Linked DNA regions of Mus musculus: regions 1 and 2 are each linked to region 3. A link is a contact called in public Hi-C and Micro-C data. All regions are on one chromosome and are shown on one strand. The core of a region is the stretch at or near the end of the contact, and the rest is flanking DNA. Distances in the headings are between cores, read along the strand shown. Region 1 overlaps Gnas (GNAS (guanine nucleotide binding protein, alpha stimulating) complex locus). Region 2 holds the start of Edn3 (endothelin 3). Region 3 has its middle 45 kb from the start of Gm46781.

Region 1 (4,777 bases), core at 822-3,321, 240 kb after region 3:
TGATTGGACCCATTTTTTTCAGTGTGTGCATTTTGGTTTGGTTTGGTTTTTTTTGTAGCCTTCATTGACTATCTGTGACCCAGATAGGCAAGTGCCACCTGTACGAGAAACAAGCCTAATTCCCCTCCCTATAACGTATAAAATAGGGGACTGGAAGGAGATTATAGGAGCTCTCTTCCCTTTGAAATTTAACTCTAAACGGTGTTTGATTCTCCTGGCTAACCACTCTAGACAGCAAGAGATAAAGAAGAGAAAGATCCACTAGGAAGATGTGAGCAGCATAATCATGAACCACAGGCCTCATGAGCAACGTGCAGAAGGAAGAGAGGGCAGCTCCATTTACCCAGGGCACACCAGCTTCAACGGGATACCAGCCTAGCAGAGAGTACTACTGGGTGAAAGGCTATCAAAGAGTTCTCCCAACTAACAGCTACTTTCCCTAAAGTAAAAGTTGGTGCAACTGGTGATGTGATCCGACATGAAGAAGAGTAGGTATTGAAACCCTCCGCTAAAATACAATGTCTTCAACTAAGGTAAGTTTGTTACATTGGGTATGGCAGTTCATGACTATAATCTCAGAACTCGTGAACTTAAGGCAAGAGGAGTTGTTTGAGTTTGAGGCTAGCCTGGGCTATAGAGTAATACCATATCTCAATAAAACACACAAAAAATAGCCTCTGCCAAATGTTTATATTTTAATTATCTTCAGATTCTGAACAATCTCCCCACTCCCCAACCCCTTGCATTCAGTTTTTCAAAATTAGTTCTATTGTAAGAGCTAGGCTAGCTAAAAACACAAGCTGGCAGCAAATATTTTGTAGCAGAATGTAACTTTGTGAGTATACATTTATATCTTTGGTTTTCACTGACCAAAAAGCATTTTCAAATAGTGAATGATTTGATAAGTCCTACTTTGGGACAACTGAGATTCTGATGGGAGCCAGGGGTCCTTCAGTTCCACAGCGCTCTCTTTGTCTGCTGTTAGGAAACCCCAAATTAAGTTATCAATGTGACATACCTAATCACATGTTTAATTCATCTAGAGGTGTAGGTACCTTTTCATCTTTTTGTGTTTGCTCACACACGTTTAAATTGGAAAAATGTAAAATTATTATTTAACTCCACCTGTTTCCCCCAGGGCATAGAATGTACAGCCCCTCCAGTGAGGAAGGCTCTTTGGAAGGGAGATGTGAAGAAGTCCCTGTCTGACCTTGTGTGGACTCATGCTCAGTGCTAGCTGGGAAGCCAGTGGTAGTGCCCTCAACACCAGCCAGGCCCAGATGGCACTGTGGCCTTCTGAGGTCTCTGCCTCGCTCTTGAAGTGTCCAACTAGAGAAAATTCTGTAGCCCCAAAGTACCAGACATGTGTAAGAAGCCTGGAGATTGGATAAATGGACATGTCTTATGAGCTACAGGCCTTAGCTGTACCTACAGCCACATCCCAGGGCCTCTGCATGCCACTCATTACTGGGCAAGTGGCCTCTCTCCCTTTCTTGAACATTCCTGTCTGTCCCTTATATTAGTCTCTACTATATTCTCAGATTACAATTCCTTTTGTGCTAACTACACCCCCAAATTAAAAGAATGTCACTGACTTCACAAAGAATACAAAGCAGACTGGTTTTATATATCTGGGGGTGGGTATTAAAAATGTGTGTTGCCTTTAGAGGACATTTACATAAAACGATAAAGTAATTTAAAATTGGGTGAGGATAACAGATTGGTTTTAAATATCGCCCCTATTAGCCAAACAAATAAAGGACCCCAAGAAATTCCCTAAGGGTTAATAAGCAAAACACTAACCACATGTAATAGTTTCTTTTTCCTAAGGAACAGTACGATACCAGCTAATGCTGAAAGCACGCTACAGCTGTGACTTGTAGCTTGGACACTAGCTTGAGTGACAGGTGTACCATCACTTGCACAGACCAGCTGAAATTACAAGGTCTAACTCAGATTTTCCCCACAATTAACTGATGCCAACATTACATCCATCCAGGAAAGAGCCTCCAGCTACAGGCACAGCAGAGCATGTGTTCTCAGTCTTCAACATTTTAACAACAGCATCAGCCTTGGGCCAGAAGGGAACTGCAGCTCCCTAATCACAGAACCAGAAAGCCGGGATGACTCTTCCTGAGGGAAGGCAGAAGAAAGCAGCTAGCTTCTCTAATGCTCATCTGACGGAGTTTCTGTGACTGGAGCAAGCTCAGGGTTCGAGGAAGCTTGTCACCAAAATTGGTGTCATTAAAGAAGGTGGCATGTCTAAGAGCATGCCCGGCCCCTAGCTAGAGCTTTTAATCCAAGCACCTCGGAAGCTTCTGGAGTACAGCCATTTAAAGTGACTTGTCACACCGAAAGGACGGCTTTCTTAAATAATCTCTATAGTTTAATTTCTGTCAATGAAGTAGGTTAGAGATAACAAAAATGTAGATAGAAAGATGATCCCTGAGCAATCTTAATACTATAATTTACAACTATGCCTTACAGTTTCATCTGCTTCCATTGTTCTTACTCCCCTAACTTTGTAAAACTTTCATGCCCTCGGGGGCTGGTGAGATGGCTCAGCGGTTAAGAGCACTGACTGCTCTTCCAAAGGTCCCGAGTTCGAATCCCAGCAACCACATGGTGGCTCACAACCATCCATAATGAGATCTGACGCCCTCTTCTAGTGTGTCTGAAGACAACTACAGTGTACTTACATATAATAAATAAATCTTTAAAAAAAAAAAAAACTTTCATGCCCTCTAGATTGATTGGTACAGATGGCAAAGAGAAAGTGAAGCTTTGGGGGGTGGGTGTGGGGAGGACTTTTAACAAATATTTCATTTTTAAAGTGGATACAGAAGAGGCTATGACAAGAAAACACAGAGGCTCGATTCTTCAAAAATGAGAAAAATGAAAATGTATACCTGGGTGGAGGGTAGAGAGAAAAGGAGGGAGGAAGGGAAGGGAAAAGAGAGAAGGAAAGAAAGCCAGCTAGCTACAAGCAGCCTAGAAGCCCTGGAGAGAAACAAAATCACCACAAAAACAATTTATCTCAGTGGAGCCTTGCTTGTCCCTTGTCCCACCACCTGCCTGTTTTGTGACAGCCTCAGCACCAATTGCTCCATTTCAGTAACAAGACTTTGATTTCAGAGACTCATTAGAATCCTGAGTCCCTGCTTAACAGGACAACTGAAAAATCTACGTTTTTAACTCTTAACCTTTTCGTTTTTCTATTCAAAACTTGGTAAACTGCTAAACTTACATGTTCAGGGGGCTGTGAGTGTTAAATAAAATATTCAAGTCACACCTGGGTTCTGCCTGGCCTGTACCCCAGAGGAAAAAATGAGGAAGGTGAAGCAGGATGCTGTCTGCATTTCCCCTTTGCCTGAGGTGTTTATAAACAGAGCTAGACTAAACCACAAAGAGACTGACCTGCCATCTTCTCTTCCACCTGCCTAGCTTTCTACTGCATTGATAAGACAGAAGTGGGGGGGAGGTAGAATCCGAGAGAGACTAGCTAAATTATCTATGCAGATGAGAGAAAAGAGGGAATTGATTAGCTTGGCTCAGTTTTGGAGACTGTGAAATAAAAAATGGAGGGGGGGGGTGTCAATTTGTCCCCAAACTAAAATTATAGACATTTGTCTTTTGTGATTAAAAACACTTCTCATTGCCTTTTTTTCCCCCATGAACTGGATCAAACTGGTGTTACCTAAGACAAAGCAAGGGTGAACAGATTTTGCTTCCTCTGAATCAAAGATGGCTGCAGGCACTAGACAGACCCTGCCTCTCAGGCTGCTGCTGCTGCTGGGATCCTAACGGTTTCCTCTCCCTGCCCACCTGCCTGTAGGGACCAACCTGCTTCCTCATCCCCAGCTTCTTTCTTCAGCTACCCAGAGAAGGCAAGAGACTCCTGCATCTTGTCCACATCTTGTTCATGTGTAAGCTCTCTTCCTCAGCTGCCTTTGTAGTTAGATCTGTTTCCTAAAAATTAAGCTTCCTTACGGCATGCAGGCTGTGTGTGGGTGCAATTAGGGCAGGTGGTAGCTGATGGGCGAAAATATTCAGGCAGACTGATTGCTTCTGGACAAGACATCCAGATGAGTTTTTACAATTGAACTTTCTAGCAGCTTGATAGGATGTATTAGTGTCAAAGAAGACAAAAACTCAAGTCAGAAAGGTCACCACAGGGGTGGACCATGGAAGGCTATAGGGATGGCAGAGAGGGCTACATATTTCAACCAAGGAAAACCTAGGTTTTTAAGGTGTGCCAAACGGCTCAAAATTCACCAGAGCAAAGCTACCCAGATGAAAAGGAGGCTTTCAGGCTGTACTGTGCACAGCGGTTTGGTGATGCTACAGCTAAAGTACAGCCTTCCTTTATTCTACCACCCTATAAAATGTAAATGAACAACCATCCAATCTCTACCAACATGAAGTCTGACATGAGGACCCAGTCGTTCAGACATCATTAGGATCCCATGGTCTCAGTGTTTATACAAAATCTCTCTGTTTTCTTTTTCCAGAGTGCCTGCTTATTGTTAAAAAGGGATGAAACTCTCTAACTCTTTTCTTATTCTGACACTGAGAATGCTGACTCTCTAACACAGGCTTTTTCTGACCCCTAAGCCCCATATTGAAGGTATCTGGAATATTTTTTTTCTCCTTCAAATAACAACCATTTTAAAATGAAACCTATAAGCAGGTAGGGCAATAAATTGGGGTGCTGCCCTTGTTATCTTTCCCCCAGCTCCCCCAGCATTGCTTTGTAAATAAAAATGGGAAAACAAAA
Region 2 (5,020 bases), core at 1,341-3,840, 200 kb before region 3:
ACCTGCCCATCTCCCCATTGTGGCCAACAGATTGTATAAGGGCCTCATCAGACACAGGAGGGAAGTAAATGGCTCCACTGAGATCAGCTACAGAACTGAGGAGTCTCACACAGCTCTTGGTTCAGTAAGGGATTACTGAACCCTTATTGTCCTGAAGTTGAAGGACAATAGCAGCCATGATTAAACAAACCCAGGGTCCACCTGAGCCCAGTTCCTATGCAGGAGTCTGGGTGGCTCTTCAGTGAAGCCAGTTCTGCCTGCCACTCTGGACACTTGGGGAGATTTCAGACATACCTGGGTATTGTTAGGGGTCTTGTCAACAGAATCAGGAAACACTGGACCCTCAGAGTACCCCCTCTCCTGTGTGCTTTATTACTAAAATGCCTAGGTGGATGAGTGACTCTTCAAAGCCATGGCACAGAGGACTCTGACACCAATGGGCTTCCAGAGAGAGGAAACCCTGAAGGAGAATAACTAGTTGCCTTTCTAGGCTGAGGGGTTGTGCTCAGCCATCTCCAAGCTCCCAGACAAGGATTCCTAGGCAAGTTCCAGTAGATATCCCTAGAGATGCAGAGAACACCCAAGGAACTGAGTTTAGCATCATCCAGCCCAAGATTCAAGGGATCCAAGAGACAAGCTGTGAGATAGTGGCCACAAGGTCACACCCTATAGCTGCTTATAAGTCATGTCTTAGCGCACGGGGAAACCCCAGTGGTCCAGTGGGGATTGAGTGGAAAATAAAACAGAGAAACCTTCTCTATGGTTCCAGGGGAGGGTGCCTCTTATCAAAGGTGACACCTAGAGACACTTAAATACAGCAGCACCTGGTACTAGGTATTTGTGAGAGATTTTAAGATTGAACAGAGAGGCCCTCTGTGGCCATGGCTGTGGACATTGGGGTTAGCCCTGGGGAATGGCAGCCATGTGAGCCACATGTGTCACTCTGGCTTGGCATCCAAGATGGGCAGAAACGGAAGAAGCCATTTCAAGGGATGTATATCATTTGGGTCTGCCAAGCCTACCTTCCTACTTTGCCCCCACCCCAAAGCTGCTCTTAAGGGATTCCAAAGAGTTAGGAGGAAGGCTCAGCCCAACGAGCCTCTGGGGTAGGAGCATAGAACTCTGTGAGCATCTAAAGTCCCACCCCACCACATCTCAAATCCAGCACTGAGTTTCTTTGTAACTAGGTTCTCAGAGGGGAGGTGGGTTGCCCCTGGCCTGTGATAGGAGTCATGCTGCCTGGAGCCACTGCAGGAGCTGAATGCTGCACTGTGGTAGATTCAGGGATCTGAATGAGGTGGGCTGAGGTCTGAGCAAAAACCCCTGAAGCCTTAGGCCTGGCACAGAGCCACACTCCTCCCCCAAACCCCTAGGCCAACTCACTCAGGAGTGTTAATCCAGATGATGTCCAGGTGGCAATAGTAGACACACTCCTTGTCCTTGTAAGTGAAGCACGTGCAGCGGCGAGGGCGGTGGTGTGCAGGCAGCCCCTTGTCCTCTTGTTTCCCAGACCTGCCTGGTGCCCGTTCCTGCCCAGCGCTTTCAGGCTGTGCAGGCAGTGCAACTGTTGGGGACACAATCCTCTCACCAGGGCCAGCCACAGTCTCTTCACAGCCCCTCTCTGATCCAGCTTCAGGGGGACCCTGGGACACACTGGCTCTGCCAGAGTCCCCAGACTGGGGGCAAGGCACAAGTCCTGCAGGAGGAGGATTGAAGGGCTCCTAAGCTGCTGACACAGAGTTCTTGGCACCCACTACCCCGCCCCCCAAACCAGAATGAGACTCAACCAAACTTCTGCAATGTCTGGAGGAGGCTGGTTGCATTTTCCCCAAGTCTCCAAACTAAGCCAAATGCCTTAAAAAGTTTACAAAGCTCCGTGCACATTCAGTAAAAACTTGAGAGTTATTGCAGTCCCTGTGAAATCTGAAAGCTATTTGTTCTTCACTGGGTAAAACTCAAAAAAATTTTTGTATAGTCTCTGAAAAGTGCCCAAAGAAAGTCTCCCAAACTGAAAACCCCCAGACCCAGTGGAAGTTATCGCTATGTCTTCAGGCCCTTCTACCCGCCCCTGGGAGACTTCAGGGTGTAAAGCCAGACTTATCAGCTTCCCCGCAACACAGACCCGCGCCTGGCTTCCTTTTGTGTGCACTCCCGCGTGGAGAGGAGCGCCGCCCCGCCCCTCCCGCTTACCTGCAGCGGAGGTCACTGTGAGCCCGAGAAGGAGCCACAGCCCCGGCTCCATGAACCCCGATCAGGCGCGGGAGCACCGGGCCTGGAGGGTGGCCGCTTGTGACCGCAAAAGGGTAGTGAGACTGGCTACAGCTTTCGAGTCCTGTCGCTGCCTGAGCTGCGCGTCCCGGCTCAGAGTTACTTGGCTGAGGCGGTCACGAACTTTCAGAGCGCGCTGCCCATCCCTGCGCAGGGCTGGCCGGCTGTGGCTCAGGCTTTTCTGGCTCCCGCACCACCCCCTTCGCCTCCCCGCCCCTCCGAGGGGCTGGAACTGCCGCGCTGGGCCTTTGAACCCGGGGCTCACGGGGGTCGCTTTGCAAGCGCAGGGGGGGAGCTGACCAGAGGCGCATTCGCCCCAGGCTTACCCAGGGGTAGAGAGAGGCGGGGACGCCGCGCTCCCCGTGGGTGGATGGGGTAGGGTGAAGGCCCGAACAGCTGCTTGAAGGCCACACTCTGCCGGTGCTCACACTGCTCACTTACACATAGACTCACACTTGAAACCCCCTGCCCAGCCCAAAGCAACCTCACCCCCACCCCAAGAGCACCAAGACCATGAAAGGGCTGCACAGAAGGGCTGCTGGCTTCTTGTTCCTTTGAAGTCAGTCTAAAGGAAAAGTTCTATTCACCAATGGTCTTACCCTTGCCGAGGGCCCTTGTGCCACGGCCCTGGGTGTACTTTACTCTTCTGATTCATGGGTGCCCGAGCCAGCTCCCTGACTCTGGAAGATCTAAGTGACAGGTGGGGCTGTAGGACCAGAGCAAAGTCACAAAGATTCCACTCAACGTGAGTTAGCGGTTTCGGGGGAGCCCTATTTCCTCACTGGCCCCTTTAGTGAGGGGCCTCTCTCCAAAAGTCATACAAGTGTTGCTTTTCAGGGCACTGCGGTAGTTTAATGAGTCTACAAACCTTTGACTATTGTCATAAAATGTGGGTTTCAAAGCCATTCCTCCCCCTGCCAATATTTCTAATGATTGGCATTCTAAAAAGTAGAATCCAAAGAGGTGGCCCAGGTGGCTCTCATGAGGCAAGCCATGAAAGGGGTACACTTGTCATTAGAAGAAGCCCCAACCAGTCAGGCAAAGTGGTCCCATGGGGAATCCTATGTGAAGGGAAACTGAGGCCTCACAGCAAATGAGAAAGCAGATGGTAAGTAGAAAGAGACTAATGCCCCTGCCTCCAAGGAGTCCAGCTAAAGGCCAGTTGGTTTGAACTGCTGTGTGTCGCAAGACACTTTAGACTGAAGGCTCATACACAGAAAGATACTGCTCCCAGTTCTGAGGTCTTGGACGTCCAAGTATGTCCGGTGTCTATCATGGCTCATGGATGGCTCTTCTTTAATGGTGGATTGTGGTAGAAGGCCACGGTGCTCCGGTTAGCTATTACCACCTGACACCTCCAAGGTGCCACCTCCTAACAATCATCTTGGATTTCACCAGGTCAAGAGAAGTATCTATTATTCTCTCTTTCCTTGCCATTAAAATACCCATCTGCCATCGTCGAGGGCACTGACAGCCCAGTTGTCTTCACTGGTCTCTGTGGGTGTGGCCAAAGCAAACACTGCCTGGATGGACGTGTGCCCTGGGTCTTCACTCCAGCTGAGATAAGGAAGGTTAAAGGTGGAGAATCAGGGTTAAGAGTAAAAGACACTGTACAGAGGGCAGAGAGGAGGCAGGTGGCCCTCAGGGGAGGCAGAACTCTGGTCTTTTTTTTTTTTTTTTTTTTTTTTTTTTGGTTTTTCGAGACAGGGTTTCCTCTGTATAGCCCTGGCTGTCCAGGAACTCACTTTGTAGACCAGGCTAGCCTCGAACTCAGAAATCCGCCTGCCTCTGCCTCCCGAGTGCTGGGATTAAAGTCCTGTGCCGCAATGCACTCTGGTCTTTAAAGTGACTTGGATACATTGTAGAAATTCCAGAGGCCTTTTCTTTCCTATTCTGCTCTTGTTGCTGTTCCAAAAGAACAGTGGGGCCGTTCTCAATAATGTTCTAGCCAGCACTACTCTCTCTGTGGCCAAGGAGAGCAGTCAGTGGCTGGGCTCTGGGCAGGACTGGAGTCCAGCTGGGACTTAATGACATTGTACTCTACTCTTAATTGTGTGCTCATTGTTTATTTATGGCAATCAATGCTGGCTTTCCTTGTGTGGTAGAGATAGAACATTCCTTTCTAAATTAATTTTGTTAAATCAAAGAGAAGTAATCTGAATTGGAACATGATGTAACTCATTCGTGGCTCAGATGATTTGGTGGTGTGGTAAAATCACAAAGCTGCTTTGCCTGCCACCAACTCCTGGAAACAGGGGTGAACTCTAGTGAATGGACCACAAAACCAGGTGAGGAGGCCAGAAGAAAGTGCCAGGGACCAGCTGACTGCAGTGTCCCTGACAGAGTGATGCTTATCACCAGAGAGTTGGCATTGGGAAGAGAGAGTCACATCGTCTTTTGGAAATCGACCTTCAGAATCTGGGGAAATTAGCAAAACACTTAATATATTCTGACAAAGTAGTAGAAAGAATTTCACCAAGCTAGCCATCTATTTCTGGGAACTGGATGATCTAGAGAGACTTAGGAAGTTCTGCCTTGGGCTATCAAAAGCTTTATCCCTACTCTCTTGTACTGTAAATAACTTGGAGGTCTGTGATGGGGAACACGGACCAATTGGTCTTCCCTCCACCCCTTGGACCCCACTAGCGATACCACTGACAAAACAGCCACGGACTTACTAACAGTCACCTTGAAGGCCATATTGGTTGGCCTTGTTTACTGTCCACGCCAGCTTCATCTCGCTCCCTTACAG
Region 3 (4,536 bases), core at 765-3,264:
GAAAGTGTTTCAGGCTTCCAGTTCCTCATGAGCAGTGGTTACTTCTGTGTGAGCTAAACAGTCCATTTGAGCCATAGACTGAGAACACAGTCCCCACTCACCCCCAGGGAAAGGACACAGAGTGCCAGAGGACATCATTCCCACCACCACCAGCCAAGACATAGACCCAGGACCCCAGCCTAGGATAATGGTTGATTTGTCAAGAAGAGGAACCAGGGATAGCTGAGAAGGTTAACCATTTTCCTCTGGTAAAATGCTGGCAATTAGCCAGGCAGTGGTGGCACATGCTTTTAATCCCAGCACTCGGGAGGCAGAGGCAGGTGGATTTCTGAGTTTGAGGCCAGCCTGGTCTACAGAGTGAGTTCCAGGACAACTAGGGCTACACAGAGAAACCCTGTCTCAAAAAATAAATGAATAAATAAAACAAAACAAAAAAACAGAAAATGCTGACAATTTTTAGGGTTCTGTCAAAACTATTTAAAAAACAAGTTTTAGTGCTGAGAATGGACCACAGTTGGCAGAGTGGCAACCTAAGGGGATGAGACCTGGGCTTGTTCCCAGGACTGCATAAACTAGGTTTGCTGCTGCCTGTAATGGCAGCACTTTGAGACAGAGACAGGAAAATTAGAAGTTCAAGGTTATCCATGGCTACATAATGAGTTCAAGGCCTGCTTGGATAACTGAGAACCTATCTGTTTGTTGTGTTGTGTTTTGTTTTGTTTTGTTTTGTTTTGTTTTGTTTTGTTTTGTTTTGTTTGAGTCAGGGTCTCCCTGTGTAGTCCTGGCTGTTCTAGAACTCACTCTGTAGAACAGATTGGCCTCCAACTCAAAGATCCGCCTGCCTCTGCCTCTCGACTGCTGGGATTAATGGTGTGTGCCACCACAACCCAGCAAGAACCTGTTTTAAAAATAAATAAATTCTTAAATGAGTAAAAACCTGAGACACATCAACAGTCCTAACCCTAGGCTGAGATTACAAAAACCATCCTCCTCTTGGCCATGAAGTTGTCTCCTTCCCCTGACTGTGGAGGCCCACTGGTCTCCAGGAGCCAAGCTTCACGCCTGCATGAGACATACCAGCAGCCCGACAGTGTGCTGAAAGCCATGATACTTTACTGTTTGCTTCCCACAGCACCGGGACCAACCTCAGTTTATAAAGTTTAGCTTCCTGTTATTATCCCAAGATTCTTATGACGGCAAGTGACAGGAATCAACTGACCATTTCTGATCAACTCAGGATCACTGGGTTCCTTCCCGAAGACAAATGTAGTTACGGCCTCAGTATGTCTTCCCAGTGCTTGAACAACCAACTAGAGAATGAAGACGGTGAGAGAGAAGATGCTTGTTGCTCGAGCACCAGAGAGTTGGGACCACCATGGAGTTTCTCTGAAGCCCTTGAAAACTGACATATCTTGAGTTCACGACCATCCTACAGAATGGGACCTACCTCCAAAGACAAATGGGCTCAGAAGATGGCTTTGACATGCAAGAATGAGGATCCGAATTTGGATTCCCAGCACCGGCTTTTAAAGCCTGGCAAGAGAACGCATGCCTCTAATCCCAACACAAGATTCTGGGAGAACTTGCTGGCCAGTCAATGTAGTCACATGACTGTCTCCTTGCAACTAAAGTGAAGATCAGCTGAGAGAAACATTCAGTGTCAATCTACTCTGACCTACATGGCTCCCCTAGACACACACACACAGACACACACAGAGATACACGCAGAGAAACACACACAGACCAATTAAAAAACAAAAAGTCAATAACTTCAAGAATGACCCTCAGTGCCCCCTGCTTCCAGCAGGACAAAGCCTCTGTCTGACATCCTGTGCACAGCCATACTCTAAGAGGCAAGCTAAGGGTTAAGCATCTTCTCCAGGGCAGGATCCACCTGCCTCTTCAGCCTGTACCCTGTCACCCCCCCAACCCCCCCATCCCACCCCCTGTTCCCTGTGCGTCAGCGATTGTCTGCCATTTGGCCTTCACAAAGGCAAGTACCCTGTAGCCTTTCAGAATAAGCCATGAAATCTGCTCTGAAGCCTCTGCCCCCAGCTGCTGTGGCTTCCTCTCTAATCCCACATGACTCATCCACTTTAAAATTCCCGCTTTCCACCCACTTCCTGAAATGTCAGGAGCCGCCTGTCACCACATAATCAAGTTTCTAGTACCCGGTTTGAAAACCTTCTTTTTTTTTTTTTTTTTTTAATAAAAAAGGTGATTGTTTTAAACAGAAGTAGAAGAAAAAAAGAGGCGTCTCACAGCAAAAAAATGACAACCCAGGAAGAGCAAGCAGACGCCAGGGACAGACAAGATACACGAGGCTGTCCGCATGATTTCCCTTTATTAGTTTTTAAAGTAACTTGCAAAATGGAACCAGGGACCGACGAGGATTCATTTCCGTTGTCTCAGTGGCGTGTGAAAAACAGTGGCTCAAAACTGTCACCCCGAGTAACCCAAGAACAGCTTCGCTTCTTATCCCAGACTTAATAAGATAAATCCTTGTCTGATGCGTGTTAATAAAAGCAGCTTTTTATGAAATATCCTTCAGATCGGCAACAAGTTCAACGGTCACAAAGTTGACAAAGAAGCAATATGTCAAAATTGATTCATTGCCTGCATTTTTAATGCTTTTAGATCATTTCCTAATTCACAAACCCGCTGGTTTGCCATGGCAAGGCTCCATTTTTGTCTACATTTGATATGAGGAAATTGAACCCATCAAGAAAATAGGAGGTTGGGTCACCGCGTGGGTCAGGGAGTAGGCGATTGGCTATTTCAGTAAACAATTTGCTTTCAGCTTGGTCTAAAGCTTTTTCTCTCCCAAAGTTTCATCTGCTGCTTGTTGTCTGGTTGGGGGGGAGGAAGGTACTTGTTTTTTGCCTTTTTGTAGGGATAGGCTTTTGTTGTTGTTGTTGTGGTTGTTTTACTTATTTATTTTTTTTAATACAGTTTCACCATGGATCCTAGACTGGTCTAGAACTCATTATAGAACTCAAGATTGACTTTGAACTTAAAACTCTCCTGCCTCCGTTCCCCAAGTTCTGGAGTGGAAGGGCTGCCCCACGGAGCCCCACTGCCTGTCTGTGACATAGGTATAACTGTGACCTTGTTGTACTCCCCAGGTTGTCCTTTCATATGGGTCTGGAATCTCTGGTAGCGAATCCCGGGGTGAAGAGAGATGTGAAGCTTGGTAATTTCTCCATCCTTTTCAGCATTCCCCCTGACACTGACAGTATGTGGAAATGACAGAAGAGAGTTATCCCTTTTGGAGATGGGGTTGAAGTTGGATGGGGGGCCTTGCCACCTGTCTGTCTCATTAGCCACACCATGAGTAATTTGCACGTGCATATTTGTGATTTTATTCAGTGCCTTCTATAATCCCACATTTGTCAATCTGACGACCTTCAGCAAACTCTTCCTGCTAGCTTCCTCTCTTGACTTGGTACCATTTTCCCCACCAAGACAGCGGGGGGGAGGGGGGGCACAAAGAGATGGAGCACCTTAAACCCCATGAAGGCAGGAAGCTATCTATCACTAGCTCCCTAGGGTTGGCTCTGGGGTGGGAGGCTTCAAAGTCTGTCTCGGCCTCAGCTCAGAAAGCTTCATGCCACTCTTGGAGGCCAAATGATGATTAACATTCTAAATCTTACAAGATCCTGGGATATAGAGTTCCAAGCATCCTGGAGCCACAGCTACTCATTGGCACTTCTCAGCAGGCTGAAAGTCATAGAGGGGTGGGCTCAGAAGAGTTCACTCAAAGCCTACATCTCATATGCAACCATGGGGGCAGGGGTTGGAGTAGACGGAGCATCTGGACATCCGTCCTAATGACAATGAGATCTCAGCTCCCTCACAACATTCCCCAGCACCAGCTCGCATCAGTCAACCTCTGTAGAACATAAGGAGCAACCATTTCATGTGAGATACAGCACTAAGACAATTAGAACATGTGACCAGCTTCGGGTATCTTAGCCTTTCTAACACCCCCATATACAAACCTTTTCTGCTAGACCTTGGAAAGATTCTCCCAAGGCATGCACACACACACACACACACACACACACACACACACACACACACACATACCACACACAATGCTTTAATCATCATGTGCCTCTAGAATGTACCCAGGCCCATTCTAACTTCTTCGTACAAGCAAATTAATCTACAAGATGAATGTGGCTACCCCTATTCCTAAAAACAAAGACTTGGAGGTTTATCGGTTGTCAAGGCAACAATAGCAGTTTTCTCTCTGACTCCTTAATGCCTAGATTTATGTTTCCATAGTTACAAGAAATCCCTAGTTCTTCAAGGTATCAAATATTGGCCTACTGGAAGTTCCAGAGGCGGGATTGTGCCCATCCACTCCTCACCTTGGGAGCTCCTGGCTCTTTCCCATCCTGGGGTCCCTTGGAACTTGGCAGAAGCTTCTCTGGTTAACTGTTCAAGCCATGCAAGGAATTCTGGGGGTCAGGGAATAGAAAGGACCTAGAACACGATACTGTCAAGATGCCTACTGTGACCCACAGTGCC

What was found. A called contact is a pair of places that touch in the nucleus more often than the background predicts.
Region 1: a Micro-C map of muscle stem cells shows a contact between it and region 3, with 4 times the contacts expected there. The contact joins two enhancer-like sites. A contact is called at or near these places in 1 of 39 promoter capture datasets (the 3T3-L1 cell line), 15 of 484 Hi-C or Micro-C datasets (the C2C12 cell line, CD4 T cells, the G1E-ER4 cell line and 10 more), 7 of 115 datasets of contacts at active chromatin or transcription factors (T-cell acute lymphoblastic leukemia, bone marrow-derived macrophages, craniofacial prominence and 4 more) and 3 of 9 other capture datasets (adipose tissue, embryonic stem cells and pancreatic islet).
Region 2: a contact with region 3 is called in a Hi-C map of muscle stem cells, with 2.4 times the contacts expected there. The contact joins the promoter of Edn3 here to the enhancer-like site in region 3. A contact is called at or near these places in 1 of 484 Hi-C or Micro-C datasets (muscle stem cells) and 1 of 9 other capture datasets (adipose tissue).

What each region holds. Positions count from the first base shown.
Region 1 is chr2:174,319,420-174,324,196 of GRCm38.p6, reverse strand. All of the region lies in intron 1 of Gnas (GNAS (guanine nucleotide binding protein, alpha stimulating) complex locus), which reads right to left. It overlaps Gm30189 (predicted gene, 30189), which reads left to right. Exons shown (of 4, transcript NR_166448.1): 3 at 232-533; 4 at 2,000-3,291. Among named protein-coding and RNA genes, the nearest start is that of Gm30189, 5.6 kb to the left of the region's middle. Within about 2 kb of position 2,071, at least 1 of the 459 cell types and tissues checked has an H3K27ac peak or open chromatin away from gene starts, as enhancers often do. A contact at or near this core is called in muscle stem cells, where this site is marked.
Region 2 is chr2:174,758,189-174,763,208 of GRCm38.p6, reverse strand. It overlaps Edn3 (endothelin 3), which reads right to left and starts at 2,590. Exons shown (of 5, transcript NM_007903.5): 1 at 2,191-2,590; 2 at 1,384-1,696. The coding sequence starts at 2,242.
Region 3 is chr2:174,559,554-174,564,089 of GRCm38.p6, reverse strand. No RefSeq gene overlaps it. Among named protein-coding and RNA genes, the nearest start is that of Gm46781, 45 kb to the left of the region's middle. Within about 2 kb of position 2,014, at least 23 of the 459 cell types and tissues checked have an H3K27ac peak or open chromatin away from gene starts, as enhancers often do. A contact at or near this core is called in muscle stem cells, where this site is marked.